7 separate regions of the Mus musculus genome follow, and regions 1, 2, 3, 4, 5 and 6 are each linked to region 7. Evidence: chromatin contacts called from public Hi-C, HiChIP or PLAC-seq and promoter capture Hi-C data. All regions are on one chromosome and are shown on one strand. The core of a region is the stretch at or near the end of the contact, and the rest is flanking DNA. Distances in the headings are between cores, read along the strand shown. Region 1 has its middle 55 kb from the start of Gm33442. Region 2 holds the start of Snrpa1 (small nuclear ribonucleoprotein polypeptide A'). Region 3 overlaps Lrrk1 (leucine-rich repeat kinase 1). Region 4 holds the start of Selenos (selenoprotein S). Region 5 holds the start of Chsy1 (chondroitin sulfate synthase 1). Region 6 holds the start of 1810008I18Rik (RIKEN cDNA 1810008I18 gene). Region 7 holds the start of Lrrc28 (leucine rich repeat containing 28).

Evidence for each region. Promoter capture Hi-C pulls out the DNA fragments that hold promoters and counts their contacts. Hi-C and Micro-C count contacts between places; a contact is called where the count stands out from the background. HiChIP or PLAC-seq counts read pairs in DNA pulled down with a chosen protein or histone mark.
Region 1: a Hi-C map of B cells shows a contact between it and region 7, with 7 read pairs. The contact joins the enhancer-like site here to the promoter of Lrrc28 in region 7. A contact is called at or near these places in 1 of 39 promoter capture datasets (pre-B cells), 1 of 484 Hi-C or Micro-C datasets (B cells) and 2 of 9 other capture datasets (adipose tissue and liver).
Region 2: a contact with region 7 is called in a promoter capture Hi-C map of pre-B cells. The contact joins the promoter of Snrpa1 here to the promoter of Lrrc28 in region 7. A contact is called at or near these places in 8 of 39 promoter capture datasets (the 3T3-L1 cell line, 3T3-L1-derived adipocytes, the C10 cell line and 4 more), 1 of 484 Hi-C or Micro-C datasets (CD4 T cells), 3 of 115 datasets of contacts at active chromatin or transcription factors (astrocytes, large pre-B cells and pro-B cells) and 1 of 9 other capture datasets (adipose tissue).
Region 3: a contact with region 7 is called in a promoter capture Hi-C map of liver, with 2.9 times the contacts expected there. The contact joins the enhancer-like site here to the promoter of Lrrc28 in region 7. A contact is called at or near these places in 5 of 39 promoter capture datasets (the 3T3-L1 cell line, the C10 cell line, hippocampal neurons and 2 more), 1 of 15 datasets of contacts at CTCF or cohesin (large pre-B cells), 9 of 484 Hi-C or Micro-C datasets (B cells, the N1E-115 cell line, cerebellum and 5 more), 6 of 115 datasets of contacts at active chromatin or transcription factors (astrocytes, embryonic forebrain, embryonic limb bud and 3 more) and 1 of 9 other capture datasets (embryonic stem cells).
Region 4: a promoter capture Hi-C map of pre-B cells shows a contact between it and region 7, with 7 times the contacts expected there. The contact joins the promoter of Selenos here to the promoter of Lrrc28 in region 7. A contact is called at or near these places in 12 of 39 promoter capture datasets (the 3T3-L1 cell line, 3T3-L1-derived adipocytes, the C10 cell line and 7 more), 5 of 484 Hi-C or Micro-C datasets (B cells, CD4 T cells, CD8 T cells and 2 more), 4 of 115 datasets of contacts at active chromatin or transcription factors (astrocytes, embryonic limb bud, large pre-B cells and 1 more) and 2 of 9 other capture datasets (adipose tissue and liver).
Region 5: an H3K4me3 HiChIP or PLAC-seq map of pro-B cells shows a contact between it and region 7, with 6 times the contacts expected there. The contact joins the promoter of Chsy1 here to the promoter of Lrrc28 in region 7. A contact is called at or near these places in 8 of 39 promoter capture datasets (the 3T3-L1 cell line, the HPC-7 cell line, cranial neural crest and 5 more), 1 of 15 datasets of contacts at CTCF or cohesin (large pre-B cells), 4 of 484 Hi-C or Micro-C datasets (the HPC-7 cell line, cortical neurons and pro-B cells), 4 of 115 datasets of contacts at active chromatin or transcription factors (astrocytes, embryonic limb bud, pro-B cells and 1 more) and 3 of 9 other capture datasets (adipose tissue, embryonic stem cells and liver).
Region 6: a promoter capture Hi-C map of liver shows a contact between it and region 7, with 4 times the contacts expected there. The contact joins the promoter of 1810008I18Rik here to the promoter of Lrrc28 in region 7. A contact is called at or near these places in 2 of 39 promoter capture datasets (both in liver) and 1 of 115 datasets of contacts at active chromatin or transcription factors (pancreatic cancer cells).

Annotation. Positions count from the first base shown.
Region 1 is chr7:66,196,118-66,198,817 of GRCm38.p6, forward strand. No RefSeq gene overlaps it. Among named protein-coding and RNA genes, the nearest start is that of Gm33442, 55 kb to the right of the region's middle. Within about 2 kb of position 1,329, at least 102 of the 459 cell types and tissues checked have an H3K27ac peak or open chromatin away from gene starts, as enhancers often do. A contact at or near this core is called in B cells, liver and pre-B cells, where this site is marked.
Region 2 is chr7:66,059,008-66,061,707 of GRCm38.p6, forward strand. Snrpa1 (small nuclear ribonucleoprotein polypeptide A') reads left to right here and starts at 1,329. Exons shown (of 9, transcript NM_021336.4): 1 at 1,329-1,685. The coding sequence starts at 1,604.
Region 3 is chr7:66,308,072-66,310,771 of GRCm38.p6, forward strand. It overlaps Lrrk1 (leucine-rich repeat kinase 1), which reads right to left. Exons shown (of 34, transcript NM_146191.3): 7 at 590-816. Among named protein-coding and RNA genes, the nearest start is that of Gm45989, 28 kb to the left of the region's middle. Within about 2 kb of position 1,385, at least 127 of the 459 cell types and tissues checked have an H3K27ac peak or open chromatin away from gene starts, as enhancers often do. A contact at or near this core is called in the N1E-115 cell line, cerebral cortex and liver, where this site is marked.
Region 4 is chr7:66,078,189-66,080,950 of GRCm38.p6, forward strand. Selenos (selenoprotein S) reads left to right here and starts at 1,461. Exons shown (of 6, transcript NM_024439.3): 1 at 1,461-1,601; 2 at 2,144-2,278. The coding sequence starts at 1,526.
Region 5 is chr7:66,108,222-66,110,927 of GRCm38.p6, forward strand. Chsy1 (chondroitin sulfate synthase 1) reads left to right here and starts at 1,271. Exons shown (of 3, transcript NM_001081163.2): 1 at 1,271-2,006. The coding sequence starts at 1,690.
Region 6 is chr7:65,801,673-65,804,372 of GRCm38.p6, forward strand. 1810008I18Rik (RIKEN cDNA 1810008I18 gene) reads left to right here and starts at 1,365. Exons shown (of 3, transcript NR_167723.1): 1 at 1,365-1,477; 2 at 2,354-2,660. Gm51485 (a long non-coding RNA gene) reads right to left here and starts at 678. Exons shown (of 3, transcript XR_003946789.1): 1 at 483-678.
Region 7 is chr7:67,643,874-67,646,595 of GRCm38.p6, forward strand. Lrrc28 (leucine rich repeat containing 28) reads right to left here and starts at 1,363. Exons shown (of 10, transcript NM_175124.5): 1 at 1,305-1,363. It also overlaps a transcript of Ttc23 not described here.

The sequences.
Region 1 (2,700 bases), core at 79-2,578, 1.4 Mb before region 7:
AGTGAATCCTCTTACCCATGCAGTCATCTCTCCATAAGCCCTGTCACTAACGCTCTAAGAGCTATCTGGGACACAGTAGGGTAGGTTGCCATGAATCTATCCTCCTTCCTATCCTAACTTCCTTCCTTCTTTTCTTCCTTGATTCTCCTCCTTCAATCCCCCCCTCTTCTCCCTCCCTCCCCCTTTCTCCCTTCCTCCTCCCATTTTTGGGCATGATGTCATCTTCAGGTTAAGCTTAGGAACTCTGATGAATCCATGGGCGGACAACCTTAACTAGTACTTTTTTCCTTCCATCCTATTATTTCTTTAAACTATACTATCAGAAGTGGTAGTTAAAGAACTTAAAGAAGAGGGATACTTTTTTTGGTGTTTTTTAAAAGGTAGTTGGCAAATTTCCTTCCACAAATCCTGAGAGTTGATTTGAAGACCCCCAGAATAAATATTTCGTGCTGCTTTAAGATAGAGCAGGGCTTCAGAACACGCCAGGATGTCTCTTCAGCTTTTGGAAGGCTCCAGTGTCTGTGTTTCTGGAAGGTTCTAATCAGCAGCTCTATTTTTGTGGGTGGCTGGCGCGGCAGAGAGGCTCTGTGGCTGGGTGGCTGATAAGGTTATCTGGGGACTGTTTCTGGCAGTTCAAGTGCCTGTTGTACAACTTGGGGCTGGGGAAGTCGGAGGGCTGGGCAGGGCGGGGACTTCGTCGTCTTAGAGCTTGCCTTTCTGTGAGAGAGGAATAAAACCAAAGGTTCCACTACCCAGAGGCCCCTCATCTCCACCATCCCAAGGCTCCCCGCTGTAGACTGTTGGGTATAGATAGGTAGGAATGGTTGTAGCATCCTATGACATAGCCCAAAGGGTGTACCTCCGTGCAGCCCAGCTGGACCCACCAGGAGCCAGTGGGGTCAGGAGAGTTGGGTCCAGCCTAGACAAGAGACTGGCAGTGGAGTTAGATCACAACCTATAGACGGACAGGGCAGGCACCCCACCCACCATTCAACCACTGTGCACTCCGAACAGACAGGGCTCAGGGGAGGAAGCCTGCTAGCCCTTGGGCCCACACATGGCTTCAGGCAGAGGCAGCCAACGCTGTGGAGGCTGGCCTGGAATCCACCCAGAGGAAGCCCCACCTGGGACTTGACCAGGGGTAGTTTTGCTTCCTCTGGGGTGGGAGGGTGTGTGGGGACCAGAGCTGAGAAAAGCCTGTGCCTGAACCTTCAGAAAAGAGAGTCTAAACAGAAGCCACTTCCAGGAAGGGGTAGAGCTGGGGTGTCAGAGATCAGGTTTGGGGCTTCTCAAGTGGGCAGGTTCAAGCTGCTTTCCCAGGCTGGTCCCCTAAACCGCATATCTTCACACCAGCAACAGTGACAAAATAACATCGCAGCGCCCATCCTTAGACTGTACTGCTTAACTCTGAGCTGTGGGGAAGAGGCTACTCCCTTCATGCTTAAAAAAAAATAGAGGAGGAAACCAAAGTACACATCCATAGAGGCTGAAAAATGACCTCAGGTCACACAATCAATGAGAACTGAGAGTCAAGCTATGATGAGCTAGCTCCAGCACCCAAGGGTCACATGACCACATCCCAGAGCCTCTCAGCATTGTGGAGTGATGGCTGCATGCTGGTGCCACCTTAAGAAATTCATGGGTGCCAAAGAAGCTGGAGGTAGAGTGGGGGCTCCAAAGCCAATAGATGTGGATCACACTGAAGCTAGCTCTGGCCAATGGCTCTAGCTCTGTAAGCCTTGGGTGCGGTGTCTGTGACACGGAAGCATAAGCCCTGAAGACGCTGAGGACTTCCAAGCTCCATCCCATTCAAGGACAACAGCGGCTATGACCTCTCTGGCCATCTGGGGTGCAGAGGGGATGTGAGCTTCCCTCCCTAGTCCTCACCTCTCCCTCATGCCCTTTAGTTCTGTAAGTGTTATCCTGAATGTAGAGCCAGCATCCTCCCAGAGCTGTGGTTCTGTGCCTCCTGCCCACTCTCCCAGCCCTCAGCTGCCCACTGGGCTTCTCCGGTTGAGCTGTCTGAGGCTCTGTTCTCAGTTCTGTCATGTTGTCAGAAGGCCCTGGGGTTCCAGACTGAGTTCAGCAGTCCCCACTCACCCCCTGCGAGAGGTCTGAAACCACAGATGGTCAGGAGCCTGTGCACTCAGCACATATATATATATATATATATATATATATATATATATATATATACCTATAATGGAGTTTAATTTCAAAGTTAGGCACAGGTAGAGATGAACAATAATGATTACTAATAAAAAAAATAATAAGTAAAAAAAAGACTGTAATGAACACTATTTGCAAAGAAAAAATTGGAATCTTCTGTTTAATATTCTTTAGCTGAAACTGATCGTGTGTAACATTGATGATGAAGTAGGCGCTATTGTGTTTGGTTTCCCCTGGGGACTCCCTCTGAGTTCCAGAGGGCTGCCTGAGAACACACCATCTTCAGGCCCACATCCCTATTTACGAAAACCCAACCTGCCCGGCCAAATAAGGAGCCTAATATTTACTGACATCATGCAAATTCAAGGCCGACTTAAATTTCGGTTTCATGTTTCGCCCACTTAACAAGATGGGAAGAATTTCCTGTGTGTGGTGTTTTGCTCTGTGACTCTCCACGATGATGGTTTCCCCTATTTCAAATAATGAGTAGAGGACTTTGGGGCCGGCGAGATGGCTCAGTGGGTAAAGCTG
Region 2 (2,700 bases), core at 79-2,578, 1.6 Mb before region 7:
ACCACTACATAAACTCACTCCAATAATCCTAGCACATGAAGATGGAGGCAGGAGAGTGAGCTGTTCAAGTTCCTTCTCAGGTCAGTCATTCCATGACTCAGCAGGTAAGAGAGTGTGTACAGCTCTTTCAGAGGACCAGAGTTCAGATCCCAGCAACCACGTGTAACCCCGACTTCAGAGTATCTGGCACCTCTGGCCTTTGTGGGTATCTGCACTCATGTGCCCAAAACCACAGAGATATAACAAATAATTTCTAAAAGTATTTTTAAGAGTGTTTTCTGCTCATGCTGAGGACCAGGGGTTGACTTCTAGCACACATGTCCAAAGGATCACAACGGCCAGCTCCAGGGAATTTTAGGCTGAAGCCTCCCCTGCACCTATACACAGGTGGGCATGTACATTAATTAGTAAGCTATGATTTAAAAAAAATACGCATATGATTTCGTGCATTTAAGGCTTGGCACTGTGAGAGGCCAGGGATGGTCACTAGTGAAGGTGCAGCCTCAGTTGGAGTTGATGGCCTAGGGCTGAAGGGGTCATCACGTATACACAGGTGGGCATGTACATTAATTAGTAAGCTATGATTTAAAAAAATATGCACATGATTTTGTGCATTTAAGCCTTTGGAGACAGAGGCCAAGGCTCTGCAGGTATATTGTATTCACTGTGGGGCACTCATCACATGGCAATTTCTGATATGTGTATTCCCCTGCACTTCGTATGAATTTTTTTGGTGTTGTTTGTTTGCTTGAGATAGAGTTTCTCTGTGTATCCCTGGTTGTTCTGGAACTGGCTCTGTAGGCGAGGATGGCCTCTATCTCCGAGATCCACCTCCTTCTGTCTCCAAACTGCTAGGATTAAAGGCATTCTCCATCACAGCTAGTCAATATGAATATCACTTATGGTTTATTTTATTTGTGTGTGTGTGTGTGTGTTTGCGGTTGCCGGTGTCTGAGGAGGCTAGAAATGGACGGCAAATCCCCTGAGGCTGAAGTTACAAGCAGTTGTCAGGTGTCCAGACGGATATTGGAATGCCAACTCAAGTCCGTTACAAAAGTTGCAAGTGCTCTTAACCTCTAAGCCACCTGACCAGCGCTTTGGTATGAACACCTAAATGTCTACAGGCTACAAGTTCACCCTCAAGCTTTAAGGTGACTGTACCAGGTCAGAAGGGTTCTGTTTTAAGGCAATCCAGCCTACGGGTCCTGCCCCTTACCTGCGGAAGCCCAAGTTAGACATTTAGGAACTTGACTTTCAGGAGACTTCACAGTCTCCGCCCCTTGTTGGGTGGAGAAGGGAGAGTAGTCCCAACTACCCCTCCCTTGAGGTTCACTGACGTGAGACAGAGCATCCCTCGCGTGTTCTTATCTTTTGGATTAAAAAAACTGGAATCTGGGCTCCCCACACTCCCAGGCACGCTCAAGCCCAGAACCCAGAAGCAAAGACACGGGGGCTACGTCTTCGATTGCTTTAGCCTGGCGGTCGAGCTGCGCGGGGATACGATTGGTGCTGTCTGGCGGCGAGGCGCGGTGCACTGTGGGACACGGCACTGGCGGGAGGCGCAGGCTGGTGTCGGAGGTGAGGGTCCGCGGGCTGCGACAGGATGGTGAAGCTGACGGCGGAGCTGATCGAGCAGGCGGCGCAGTACACAAATGCCGTACGGGACCGTGAACTGGACCTCCGGGGTGAGTTAGACGGAGCGCGGGCTGTGTTCCGGCCCCGGCGCGTGGCTGCGGGAAACCAGCCCCGCCGCGTGCGCAGAGGCTGGAGCCTGGCCCGTGGGCCTCCACCCGGGCTGGGCGCCTCCGATCCACCGTCCCGCAGGGCCCTTTGGGGCTGTTTGTTACCGGCGTTCCGGCTAGCAAACACGGCGCCTCGATTCCTTCCCCGGACCGTACTCACTAGGCATTGCCCCGCTCATCGAGCAGCTTTAACTGTTGGAGGACTAGGAAAATAGAAAACGCTACGGACAGGCCGGCTGCTGGCTGGTGTTTTTTGTTTGTTTGTTTGTTTGTTTGTTTGTTTGTTTTTTAGCAAAAGCGTTAATGTGGCACCTGAGGGTAGGGTGGATATGTACCAGAGTTACCTTAATTGCCCCAATAATTCCGGTTTGGTTTTGTTCATTTGTTTTTGAGACAACGTCTCGTGTATTCCGAGCTGACTTCAAACCGTTATATAGTTAAGGTTTATCTCGAACTTCGGACCCTCTTGCCTCCACTTCCTGGGAGCTGGGTTTAAATGCCTGCACCACGTTTATATGGTGCTTTGGATGAGCCCAGGGTTTCATGTCTGTCAGGAAAGCACTCGCGCTACTGAGCCAGACCCGCAGCCCCGGATAATTTGGTGTTTTCAAGATTGAGCTGTTTGACCGTGGCATAATGGTCACTTCTGTGTGTGGGGTGGCGGAACTCACCTGTTCAGTTCTGACAGAAGTAGCACTTGATTTTTAAAACATAGAACTGAGAGGTAATCGTTAACTATTCAGGAGATGGCTTTGGAAGGGGTTAAGATTATAAGACTGTGACCAGAGGCAATCAAAGTCTCGGGGGCGCTGTGCACTGCCATTTTTGAAAGTTTCTTCCTGCCTATGGGAAATCCTAGTGTTCTTTGTGTTTGTTGAATGAAATTAACTTTCTTGGAGAAAAGTCCGGTTCAGGAGCATCTGGGTCCTTTCACTGTCTTGGCACAGTTTTGATGTCT
Region 3 (2,700 bases), core at 135-2,634, 1.3 Mb before region 7:
TACAGATGTAGTATGACCAGCTCCCTTCTGAGCCTTCAGTCATGCCTTTCCCACCACATTAAAATGGCTCCTTCAAACTGTGAGTCAGAATAAACCCTTCCTTCTTTAAGTCATCAGGGTATTTAGTCACAACAATGAGAAAAGTAATTGATAGATGTCCTTCCCTTCCTGGGCCACCTCAGGGCTCAGGGCTCTAGGAAAGACAGGCAGCACCAGTGTCCATGTGCTGCCACATTCCCGTATTGATCCTTTCCTCAGGCCCGCCCAGCCATTTCTGGTGGGGTAAACCCTTCTACCAGCCCAGGAAGCCTCTAGCCACTGCCCTCTGATTCTGAGCAGGACCAGTCGGGTACTTTGAACAAACAGCCTCATGCGGCTATGCATGATCTTAGCCTAGACCATCTGTTCAGACTTCTCTGGCTCCTAAGGGGTCAGAGATCTTGATGGCTGTGCTCTTGTGAGCGAGCAGTCCTTTTACTACTGCTAATAGCTAGTTTTCCAAAACATAAAATTCAACCCAGGACCCTCTGACGGGAAGGTGACTGTGACGGGTGGGCACAGAGGGCCTTGACCACGCCCCTGGGCCCACCTGGAGCAGATGATTTCGTCGGAGGACTGCACGCAGGGCAGCTCCCCCAGCTGGTTGTTTGAGAGATTCAGCTTCTTTAGATTGATGAGTCCCCAAGGGATGATGGAAGGGAGCGAAGGCAGGCAGTTGGCAGACAGGTCAAGCTCTGTGATCTGGCAGGAGATGTCTAGGAGCCAGTCCAGGTCCACCCAGGGCAACTTCAGATGGGACCATTTCACACGAAGTGCCTGGGGTTGGATAGCAAGGAACAGCACCTAAATTTGGTGAGTCTAAGCCCAAGGTGGGCCTGGAGTAAAGGCTCAAGTGAGGCTGTGTACCCACTCCAGCTGGATCCCTATCCTGAGAAACTGGGGCCATGTCTACCTTGCCTTCCCAGCTTCCACCATGGTAGCTGGCACCAGGAAGTAGCGAGTGTACTCTGTACAAATCGTCTGCTCATGGCTCCTCGTCACCCCCAGAGGGTATCCATGGGCTCAGAGCCAACCCTTAGGAGCCGCACACTGGGGTGCAGGGAAGCAGCAATGGCTTTTGGGTCCAAAGGAGCCCCCCCCCCCCCCCGAGGCTTGGCTATCCTCTTCTCAGGCAGGGAGAAGGCCGAGTCCTAAATGTGGCTCTGAGATCTCTGTTCTTGAGTCACTTTGTGTGATCTGGGCAGCCACTGTCTTCAGCCACCTGGCGCTGTGCCAGGCCACACTTTGGACACCACCAATCGGAAATCCAGAACTCTGGTCCACACCTCACAGCAAGGAAACCATGCCCCTTAGCAAATAGCCCAGGAAGCAAGATAAACATTGTTATCTCCGTAACAACCTAATGAGCTCACCAATTTCCTCTGTAACAGTCAGCCCAGGACTATATTAGTAACAGACAGCTTCCCTAACTTTTGGCCCTGCTTTCAGTTCAGGTCAACCTGAGAAAGCTAAGTATTATGGCCCCTACAGAGATATACAGGAATTCTTACTTCCAGCGATGTCTCCAATTTCCATGAACAATAACCTCCATTGAAGACACAGTAAAACCTTCCCTTGGTTTTGTTCTGAGACTTATCAACTCCTCTGTGCCCTGAGTCTCTGCCACATGCAAACCACAGCCCAACCTTCTTGCTGTGGCACACCCAGAACATGTTCCTTATTTTTTTTCCACAAGAGGAAGTCAGAAATCCCAGTGATCTGCTATTGCCAGGCAGCAAATGGGTCCTGGTTTAATACATAAGACTAAGGTTTTCTTCAGGGATATCAAAGAATCTGAGACTCAACTGGGTTTCTGGGGAGAAGAAATCTGTTTCTTTTGGCTTGTATATCCAAAGAAAATTCATAACAGAAAATTACAGGGCCAGAATATAGACAAAAATGAATGTTTCACAAATGGGAACGTGTAAGAACCACAGGAACTGTGAGAAAGCTACCAGCAATCTTGGTTAAGCTGGCCTTGGCAATTGGCAGCGGCTGTGATCATATCTGGCCACAAGGTGGTGCTGTGCTCCCTTAGCCAAATCCTGTGCCTTACCGCCCTTCCAACAGAAAGTTCTCCTCCAGTCTTTATCTCCCTCTTCATTTGTGTAGATGAAGAAGGATGAACAACTAAGATCCAGAGAGAGGAGTCCTAGCCTCTGGCAATTGTGTTAGATAAGTCACTCAATTTCCCTGGCGGCTTTTTTCCTTTCTAATGACTGACGTTTCCCACTTACTCTAAACACTTAAGTCCAGAAAAATCTAAAGTTTGCCAAGAGTTGAACTAGGACCTAATGGACCCCACAGACCTAGAGTTACCTGCTGTCAAAGCAGCATCACCAGGGATGTCTCCCAGCACCTTTCTACACACAAAAACACACCCTCTTGGGGCTGGCTGGGGAGATGGCTCTCTGGTTAAGCACTTGCTGAGTGTGACCCCTAGTCCTTCCTGCTGTTGGGTGGCTCACAGTTGCCTGTAACTCTAGCGTTGAGGGAATCCTATGCTTCTGGCTCCGAGGGCACCTGTGTTCATCATATGCACTCCTCCACACACACACTAAAACATTCGAAAATAAAACCAAAATTCTTCACTCTTTACTGAACCATTTCCGAATGTTGTATCATGACATGCGTCCTAGTAAGGGTTTCTATTGCTGTGAC
Region 4 (2,762 bases), core at 211-2,710, 1.6 Mb before region 7:
CTGGCCTCTAACTCAGGGATCAGCCATCCTCTGCCTCCTGAGTGCTGAGATTAAAGGAGTGAGCCAGCACCTCCTCTTTTAATGAAACTAACCCCTCTTAACCAGTGTGCGGGGATTAAAGGCTTTTAAGGCAAGGTTTCTCTGTGTAGCCCTCACTGTCCTGAGCGTCAAATTCAGAGACTCACCTGTGTCTGCCTGCTGAGTGCTGGGGTTGAAGGTGTGTGCCAACATTTCCCCTCCACCTTGTCTTTTAATGAAACTAAACATTACTTATTTCATCATCATGATTGCAGATGTTAAGGGACTGGATCAACAGGCAAATGAGCAACCTCCTCTCTCGTAACCAGATGTTTCACTTGCTCTGTATGATGTGAGAAATCACCTTAAGCAAAGAGAGAGGGTTCAAACTGGCCTCAGAGGTGGGGTGGCAGTCATCGGTACCAAAAAAGAAAAAAAAATTAAACTGATCCTTTTTTACCACTGAGAAAACTATTAAAATCATAAAACTTTAAAAATTTAGCAATTTTTTAAAAAAGCCATGTTGTGTCTGAAAAAAAAAATCAGCAAATTCATGGCTATCTTCATATTCTTAGCTTCATATCCAGTCATCAAAGTCTATTTTCAAGGTGGTTGATAATGTGAAGTGACTCCAGGCTTTTCTCTCCCATGTCCCCAGATGGAGTCGCTGAATTAGAAGATCCTTAACAGACTAGTTTTTATGACACAGTGAGTTTTATTTCCATTTTGGAGATTCAAAGTCCTCAAGCTTGGTACAGCACCGTATAGATTCCATCAGGCTCCTCAGGCTGAGTCATCTCACGGTGGGGTGCACAGAAATCTAGTCTCTTTTTCTCTGGGGACACCCACATTGACCTCATATAGTAGTTTCCCAAAGGATCCCACCTTTAAACACCACAGAGTTCTCACCTTCTTAATCCCATTAATCTATGGAAACTTGATTCCATCAGTTCCTTTTCAAATCGCAGCTATCTCCTTTATTGCCTTCCTAGTATGTTGCAGAGAACCATTACAAAAACTGTGGTAATGTAACACATAAGAGCCTAAGTTGAAGTCATTACTACATTAATTCCTTCCCTTGAGACAGTGGATCAGAAGAAAGGAATTCTAAGTAGATCGCTTTCCGCACGTTAGGGGAGGGGAATCTATGCTGCAAACCTTTAGGGCCCGGTGACAAGGGCGGGACTCAAATCTCATCTCCAGGAGGTTTCAAATCTCTTGAGCCTCAATGTCCAATCAGTATCAAATACAAGATCGGTTATCCGAGCTATGCCGAGTTGAGCTGCGAGCTCCTCCCTGAAAGTCAAACGCGCTTCCGCCTGGGCATCTTTCAGCCCCGCCCTCTGGTCACACCCCCCCTGTGATTGGTCGAGCGTCGAGGTAGGTCGAGCCACGATAGGTCAGTACCGCCACGGCAGTGAGCGCCACGTGTACATAGGGCCGAACCGGAAGCGCAGAGCAGAGAGGAGCAGCGGGCTTGTCGTTGGTGGCGGTGGCGGTGGCCGCCATGGATCGCGATGAGGAACCTCTGTCCGCGAGGCCGGCGCTGGAGACCGAGAGCCTGCGATTCCTGCACGTGACAGGTCAGGGGCGGCGGGCGCCGCCATGCTCGGTGGGTCGGCCTCCAGGAGGCTTGGCGTTAACGCCGCGGACTGGCCGAGCCTGCTTGTTGGGCCGGAGCTCACCTTTCTCGAAGTCGCCCTAGCTGGGCGGGCGCTCGCGGACTTGGCTCACGGGAGTCCCTTTAACATTTTCCTTTTGCAGTGGAGTCCTCCGCCCGGCGTTTCACTCTACCCGACACTAACACACTGTTGTCTCACTCCTTAACAAAGTGTAACTCACGGAGTCTGGATGGCCTTTGCTTTCCTGAATCAGATAGACACGTCCCCTTTAGTCCTTCAGAACCTAGCTGCTGGGCTCTGCACCCTCCGGGCTACTCCCGAGTCCCCTTGTAGTTGAGAAGTTTCTGTACCCAGCGATTCGCTTCTTAGGAGTCCATTTCCAGCTAGACTGTGAAGGTTCTGAAAGAAGAAGCTATGACTATTTTTGTAGAGTATTATTGAAAAAAATGCTATTACCATTTCTGAAACTGGTTTCTTTCTCTTTTTTTTTTTTTTCCCCCCAGTGGGCTCCCTGCTGGCCAGCTATGGCTGGTACATCCTCTTCAGCTGCATCCTACTCTACATTGTCATCCAGAGGCTCTCCCTTCGACTGAGGGCTTTGAGGCAGAGACAGCTGGACCAAGCCGAGACTGTTCTGGGTTAGTGCCATGTGGTAGAAATGAAGGCGCCTGTCATTTACTTAGTGGGTGGTGGCAAGACATGCCTTTGAGGTTTGAAAGATTTTTATTGAGATGCAAAGACTCCGTGATGGTGTATAGCATACTCAATGCACATCTTGTTCGGTGCATGGGGACCAGTCCCTGGAGATGGCCAGGTCTTGTGGAGGAAACAAGAAGTGTCAAGGGGCGGGGGTGGGGGTGGGGGGATCAGGCATTGGGGTCCTGGGAATCTTGCCACCTGACTGACTGGAAGTGGGGTGCTGCTTTATACAGCACTCCGTAGACAGGGATGGATTCATAGATCATATTTTTGTCCCCAGATGTATTTTAGCTTCCTCGTAGTCATAAGTTTAGCCATCATTGATAAACCGTGACAGAGCAGAGTTATCTTTTACAATCATTTTCCCTCATCAACCCCGTAGCCCATTTTTTTAAAGAATCTAGAGGCATATTTTGCCAAAGC
Region 5 (2,706 bases), core at 21-2,520, 1.5 Mb before region 7:
TTTTGTTTGTTTCTTTGATTGATTAAATGAGAACTTCTTAGGCTCTGGGACCGTAGTTCAGAGGATAGAGTACTGGCCCAGTGTATCAGAGGTCCAGTGGCTGATCCCTGGCACCAGGGCTGGTAGCACACAGGCCTGGAATTCAGGTGACTCCAGTTCCATAAGCAAGAGGATCTGGAGTTCAAAACGATCTGCAGCTTCAGCTAGCACCTGGGCTCTATTAGAGCAGGTCCAAGTGGCTACTTTGCGATTATAATCCTAACACATTGGTGACTAAGAAATAAAATTGGTATTTACAAACATTTGTCATGTGGGCACCCAAGTTGAAGGGCTTTCGTTTTTAACAAAACGTATAAAAGTTAAGACAGAGCAAATATAGGGAAACTGGTATCCAACTTAAAAATCCATTCAGCGAGCCTAACTTACTTGGAGACCTCCAGAATAGTAAGAGATCCTGTTTCAAAAAACTAGGTGTATGGCTCCCGAGAACCCATCCCCCACACCACGTACACAATCCATATCCGTTTTATAAATCTACTCTTAAAAATACTGACAGACTTAGGTGAGGGGGGTACTAACCAGCTCTCTGCTCACTGGGACTAAATACAGGTATTTATCATCTAGTGGTAACTCACCCACCCATCTCTTCAATATCCATTTAAAAAACTAATATGCCGGGCTTGGTGCCGCTCGCCTTTAAGCCCAGCGCTCGAGAGGCAGAGACAGATCTCAGATTCTCTGAGTTCGAGGGCAGCCCTAGCTACTTAGCGAATTCACGTTTCGCTCCCCAGCCCGCAAATCCCCTAGCGTTCCTAGGTGAACTGTGGCCGTGTGTGGCTCCAGCCCCGCCTGCAGCGTACAAAGCTGCAGTGTGGACCCCGCTGTCCTGGCCACCGAGTCGGGAGGTCGGCCCGGGGAGGGAAGGGCGTGGCGGCTCTCGGGGCATCTGGGGAGCCGGTCAACTCAGTCCACGTGCGGTGCCGGACCGCCGGCTCCCAATGCTGGCGACGGGGGCGTGGCCGCGGGTACCGGGCAGTGGGGGTTGGAGGGACGCCCGCCCCGCTGTCGTCGATGCTATCCCACGCCCCTCCTGCCTGGCCGCAGACTGCGGGGCGGGTGCTTTTTTTTTTTTTTTTTTGGTTAAACTTTGGCCACGTGAACTGCCCCCCATTCACTTTTGCGCCAATCACGAGGCGCGGACGGATCCCGAGAGGGGCCACGGCACGCCGCCGGCGGGCCGCTTCTTAACGCGCGGTGCGTGACGTGAGGGGCTCCTTTGCAATGGCGCGCTAAGCCGGAGGATGTGCAGCTGCAGAGGCGGCGCAGGGCACCGAGAGGGCGGGCGCAGCGCGAGCCGAGCCGAGCCAGCCGGGGGACGCGAGCCGCGGGAGCCGCTGTCGCCTCGCGCCGGAGTCGCCGGCCGCGCGCGCGGGGCATGGTCCCCTCTTAAAGGCGCAGGCCGCGGCGGTGCGGGCGGGCGCGCGGAACAAAGCGCCGGCGCGGGGCCTGCGGGCGGCTCGGGAGCCGCGATGGGCGCGGCGGGCCCGCGGCGGCCGCGGCGCTGCCCGGGCCGGGCCTGGCGGCGCTAGGGCGGGCTGGCCTCCGCGGGCGGGGGCGGTGGGCTGAGGGCGCGCGGAGCCTGCGGCGGGGACAGCGGGACAGCGGCCCGGCGGGCGGAGGGGCGCGGGCATGGCCGCGCGCGGCCGGCGCGCCTGGCTCAGCATGCTGCTCGGGCTCGTGCTGGGCTTCGTGCTGGCCTCGCGGCTCGTCCTGCCCCGCGCCTCGGAGCTGAAGCGAGTGGGCCCGCGGCGGCGCCCCAGTCCCGAGGGATGCCGGCCAGGGCAGGAGGCGTCGCAGCCCGGCGGGGCGCGCGGCGATGCGCGCGGGGCGCAGCTCTGGCCGCAGGGCTCGGCCGCGGAGGGCGTCCCGCGCGACAGGAACTTTCTCTTCGTGGGAGTCATGACAGCCCAGAAATACCTGCAGACCCGCGCCGTGGCCGCCTACAGGTGAGCCCCCCTTTCGTGGATGCCATCGCCTGCATCCGGCATCCTGGCTGGCGGGCGGGCGGCGTTACGGGTTCCCCGGAGGCTTCTCTGGTAGCTGCCAGCGGCTCAGCGCAAAGGCAGCAGGGCTTAGGATGGTGAGCATCTCTCAAGGGCAAGGCTTTGGGATTGAGTACGCTGGCCTCAGTGTGTGTGCCTCTCAACCTCATCTCCAGGGAGACACGTAAGCTTTCTGTGTTCAAGACTTCTTTGTTAAAAGGAACGAGTCTCCCCCATAAGGTGGTGGCGAAATTCAATGTTGTACCTGCGATAGTGGAGGCAGAGTTATAATTTGAGTCTCTAAAATAGGCACTTTGTCATTTCGAAGGGAGAGCCCGCTTAAATTAACCTGGCTAGGGCTCCTCCGTACTGTACTTTAAGATTCTCACTTTTGGTGAGCGTTTCCACTCTGCCTTTGAGCAACACTCTGGTTTGTTAAGTAGAGAAAAAGAACCTTGAGGAAAAACAGTTTGTGTGATCGATTTAGTCATTGTAAGACTGCAGCCTGGTGTTCCCCAGCGCAGCCACCAAGGCGTATGCGTGGTAGGAAGTAACTGGGCCCTAGTAGGCTAAAGGAGTCAGTAGAAGTGGCAGCGATCATGTTCAGGATTAACAAAGGGATTAGCCAAAGCTGCCTTTAGAAAAGGAGATGGTTTTAGAGTGG
Region 6 (2,700 bases), core at 115-2,614, 1.8 Mb before region 7:
CCCCTTCCAGATTTGCCGTCTCCAACGCTTGAATACACCAAGCACCCCCATGCTGCCCTCTTGGGCATGCTGCTGAATTTTGATTGATGTGTCCAATTCTAGGACAACTGAGCCCATCAGGGTGCTGAAGAGGGGACAGCAGAAGGAGCACCAGGGTAGGCTGTGTGTTAAATGAGCAAGCCATGACAGACAAGCCAAGCACTGTGCAGGGGCATGCCTGCTAGGATTGAATAAGCTTTTAGCCAGGGAAGGATACAACCCTTAAACAGCAAAGCAAGGACACCCCTGGCTATGTCCACCAGGTCTCCTAACTGCAAAGCAGTCTGGTTACCATCCAGGAGGGAACATGATAAGAGGATTCAAAGTGGCCTGTCTGTAACTGACTACTGAATGGCTTCAAGAAAGAGACGCCCCCCCCCCCCCACCATGTTACAGTACTACTCTGAAGCTAGAAACGTTTGCCTACTAAGAAAACACAACACCTTGCCTTGGTGAGTTCAAAAGAAAAGAGGACTTCTTCAGTTCACTGTCGCAAAGACCCAAGGACGAGAGACTGTATTGAGTGGTGGCTTTCTGCTGGCAGAGTCCCAAGCAGCAAGGGATCTCCCCCCAAAAGGCAAGGGCCATGCATGCTTCAGTCCAGTGAAGGCCTCACTGCTGGCTACACTGTGTCTGCCCTCTAACACTTACTTCACAATGGGGACAAAATTCCAACCTGAGTTGGGAGGTAGAGGAAGTTGTGTTGAAACCGTAGCAACAATCAAAATAAAAAAAAAAAAAAGTTCACATGACTAATTGATGACTCAGTGGCCGTGGATGTCTCTAGATCCCATTGGCCAGCATTTAGCTAAACTAGAACCTTAGCCGATCATTTCATGTTCCTTAGTCATAATCTCTTCAACGTTCCTTCAGATTTCTAGTATCCAGAGCTACTCAGTGAACAGAAAAAGTTTAATGACTATGGTTTTAGTACTCTAGACAGCGTGTGCCAACTGTCCTGAGAAGGAATGAATGTGTGTGTGTGTGTGTGTGTGTGTGTGTGTGTGTGTGTGTGTGTGTGTGAAATCACGTACTAAATATCTACCCAAACTTTAGCTCTTATATACTAGATTTTATTTTATTTTAACAGATATTGTTGTGCAGGCCCCAGTTCTTCTCTAGCTTTTCCAGAGCGCGCCTCCCTGCTCCATCTTTCTCTTCTCTTGACCAGGTGTGCAAACAATTAGAAGGGCTCAATAGGTCAGGGCCATCTGTGGTTTTTACCAGTTGGCAGTGGCATGCGGGGAGGAGGCCAGGGTTGTGGGTCTAGGGTTGGGCAACTTTGTAACAAACATATTAGATGATGCAACGGGGCACAGGCTTCTGAAAGGCACACGTGGTCTCAACTGTGGCACCTTGGAAACAGCCTACGAACTCAAAGGTGACGTTTTTTTCCCTTGGGCTTGAGCTGGGCTTTCTGGTAGAGTGCAGCCGAGGAGTAAGTTGGATCTGTGTGGGGTTTTAACTAATGTGCCCAAGTAAGTTGGGAAGTGGTTGTCATAGCAGCAGGGTAGCCATGAGACTTGAGGCAGTTGTAGGTAAAAGCCAAGCTCATGGAGGTAGATGCTGTAATGAACAAAGGGCCTATCTATCTACCAACCCTGCAAACAGGCTAGCTTATTAATTATAGACAGCCCAGTCTGGTGTCCCAGGAGGCCCCGGTGTGAATTGAGGGACATAGCAAGCCAGTTTGGGATCCAGTTCCTCTGCTCATCAGCACCTGGCTTCATGCATGGTGTCTGCCCAGGAGGGTGGATGAGGCCAGGATAGCCTGGCCAGGGTCTGCAGGAGTGAGGGCTGATGATCTTGCCAGCAGCCACCTCCCAGGCCCAGCTGCAGGGCTGGGCTTCCTGAAAACTGTGAGTCTGGAGCAAGACAGCTGACCCCTGCCTGCCTGTTTACAGTTTTCACAGGGCTCTGGGGACAGCTGTGGCCTCCCCACCCCTGTGGCCTCATGGTGGTGATGTGGGGGGGGCCCTACTGGAGCGGCTGGGATTTAGGAACATCATCAGCTGTTCAAGAGCTACAGTCTCCCCATAGCTTTCAGCAAATAGTGGGTGTTAGTTCATATCTCCTGTAAACAGTTGTATTCTCGGTGGCTGCCCGGCTCCGGTTAAATATTAACAAAGAACGGCCCCCATGGCCACTCCTGGGGTGTCTGTTTTAAATATTTAAGTAATTGCTCTTTCCCGTCCCTGAATGACATTTTGGCTAAATTTTCTGTAACTGCTGTTGTTCCTCTGGTTATTAAATTGTGTAAAATGCCCACCCCTTCCTCTCTCCCTTCCTCTCTTCTCCCTCCCTCTGTAAACAGCTGTCTCATTCACCGCCAGTCAAAACACCCTGGGACATCCTGGGGCCCAGAGTATCCTGCAAGGCTCATGTGTGACCTCCTGGGAAGCAGGTGGCTATTGAGCTTGGCAGTCTCTCCCCAGGATGCGGCAGAGGGGCTCACCTTGGTGCGCCAAGAAGAGCAGCTGAGCTGTGCTGAGTTGGGTCTGTCTCCATCCAGTATTTGTGGTAACCACAGGCTTCGGGATAGTCTGCTTCTACCTGGGCACAGCTGTGGAAACTTCCTCGGGCCTTAGATTTTGCATCGTTAGGGATCCGCACCCAGGCAGGTTAGTTCCTCCTTCCCAGGTAAGGCATGGGATGGCTGTG
Region 7 (2,722 bases), core at 113-2,612:
AAGCCAGTTGTTCAGTTTTTACTATTTGTTTTATATTATATGTCTATAGATCTAGATAGATATGCACACCTGTTTACGGACAATTTAGATGAGAGTCTGTAAAACCCTAAATCCAGAGGAATGTTAGTTTCTTCATTTCTGCATGCCTGCATAATACAGTTTCTAAAATACTTTTAGCTTTCAAACAGCTAATAAGTGGATGAAATCAGAGTAACTGTTCCAAGGTTGATTTTTTTTAATCTACCCATTGAGATCACTCACAGACAATTTAAACTCGCTGTCATAAATATCTTATTCTTCACAGCCAAGCAGCACAGCAGACATTAATCCACTTTACAGATGAGGTACTTTGCTACAACCGAAATGCAGGTGGTCCTAACTCCAAAGTCTGGGCACCACCTTTCCTATAACGCAGCCTTTTACAATTATAAAATGTAGCCATTGTGTCATTCTTATAAAACAGCCAAAGATTACACACAAGAAAGTTTCCCTTTTGCAAACTAAAAAACCATATTCAAAATCTTCACTCCCTGTAGCCAGATGGCTCTCTCTGAATGTTCCACCTGGCACCGGTTACTTCAAAAGCATCATTAGGCTCTGCTGAAATGCATCTTCGTACAAACTCGGAAATTACGTGTATGCAAATGAAATCCAAAAGCTTCCAAAGATGAACGTACTCTTGGCTTCCCAATATGCACTCACTGGCAATACAGCCTTTTTAAGTTCTCCTGGCCCTTTCAAAACGTCACCCCCTGCCCACGGTTACTGTAAATAATGTAACGGGTATTGACTAGATACATTTGCTCCTTCAGTTTTCTGAAAGTCCAACACCAGTCTTCTCAGGAGAAACACAATAATCTCTCAAGTATATCCCCATTTTAAGTACAGGTATTTTAAAGAGTAGCCCATAACTGACTTCCCAGTACTTAATTTGACGGAATACACAAGCCGGCTCTCTAACACTGGAGATCAGAGACAAACTGCATACTACAAACATCTGTAAAAGGCTGTTTTCTCCAGGAGAAAAACTACCAGACGTCTTGGTTTTGCCCGAGTTAGTTCGAGTCTAAAGGTCGTAAGAATTCGGAAGCAGGGAGCCCAGGGGCAGGGACTCAGATGATGATACCGGGATACTCTGGTACCAGGGGCCATGGAGGACACGGCAGCGGTGGGGATCCAAGGCCGGACAACCCACTGTTCCTCTCCCAGAGGCCCAGGCGCTTCTGTGGCGACGGGGATGAAGCGTCCCCACGGGGAGTCGAGCCAGCGGCTTCGACCTGTGAGCCTGGAGACCGGACACTCACCTCGGCGCCCGCTGACCGGCACTCAGCGGCTCAGGCTGCGCTGGTAGGCAGTCTAAAAACACAGGGAGGGCGGGGCTACGGGGCGGAGCCTGCGGAGAGGCGGGCCTGGCTAACTGGAGTAGGGTTCGGGGAAGAAGGGGGCCAGGGCAACGAAACCTCGCGATAGTTCGCCTCAGTTCTCGCTGTCCTACAATAGGCGGGATGAGAGAGTCATTTTCAGAACCAGACGCTTATTGGCTGAGAGCGCGACTTCCTCTAGCGTCCTGGCTTCCGGCTCCGGCTTGGAGCTGGGTGTTCAGAAAGTGGGTGTACTGCGTTAGCGTTTAGGTGGGTTGTTTAGATGGCGCCAGCCTCAGCGTCTCCAGTCAGTTCTTTTAGTCACACATTCATTCCGCTGCCAACAGTCAAACTCGACGTCGAGCGATTAAATCCCTGGCATCGCCCTGTGTAGCCTTGCATCTGTTCGATCAGCCATTCCGGCTACTGTTCCACCGCCAGTCTGACTTAAACAGAAGCCGTCGGGCTTAGGTAACGCAAGTCAATGGAGTCAACAAGCAGAACTTAAGCACCGGATTTAATGTCTCCGAACGCTCACTGATCGCTGCCGAAGGTGGTGTCTACCTTTAGACAAGCGTGGCGCAGGCATGGTGCTGCACGCCTGAATCCCAGTGATCTGAAAGTGGAGACAGGAGTAAAGGCCAGCCTCAGCTACGTGAAGGCACTGCCTCGTAAATAAAAATTTAAAAAGAAACAGGCCCTAGTGTGAGAAATAACTGAGGACAATCACAATTTGGTGAAATAACCTGGCAGTTCCTGTATGGCTAAGTAGACGGTCGATGAATACCTTAAGACTAAAAACCCGATTGTTCTGATGCAGCAAGCCTCTGCTACTCTAAGGCTGAGGCTGTAGGTGAAACCAATCACAAGTATTTCAAAAAGAAAGGGTGCAGGTGCGTAGCTCAGTAGAGGCACTCAGGTCAAGCCCCAGTACCAGGGAAGAAAAGTGAACATTTTTTTAAATGCAGTGCACAGAGATGCAACAACTTTCGATCTTTAAAATTTCCTCTAAGACTTAACTCTATTGTTTGACGAAACCCATTATGTACATGAGGTGTCTCAAATCCATCCCCCGCCCCCCATTAGGACTTACCCTTTGGGGGTTGGAGAGATGGCCCAGGGGTTAAGAGCACTGACTCCTCTTTCAGAGGTCCTCAGTTCAATTTCCAGCAACCACATGGTGTCTCGCAACCATCTAATTAATCTGATGGACTCGGATGCCTTCTTCTGGGTTGTCTGAAGAGAGAGACAGTGTATGCACATACATAAAATAAATACATCTTTTTAAAAACAAACAGAAAACCTTATTCTTTGTCCTTTAAAAAAAATTGATGAGCTTTTGATCAGTCCTGGCTCGACAA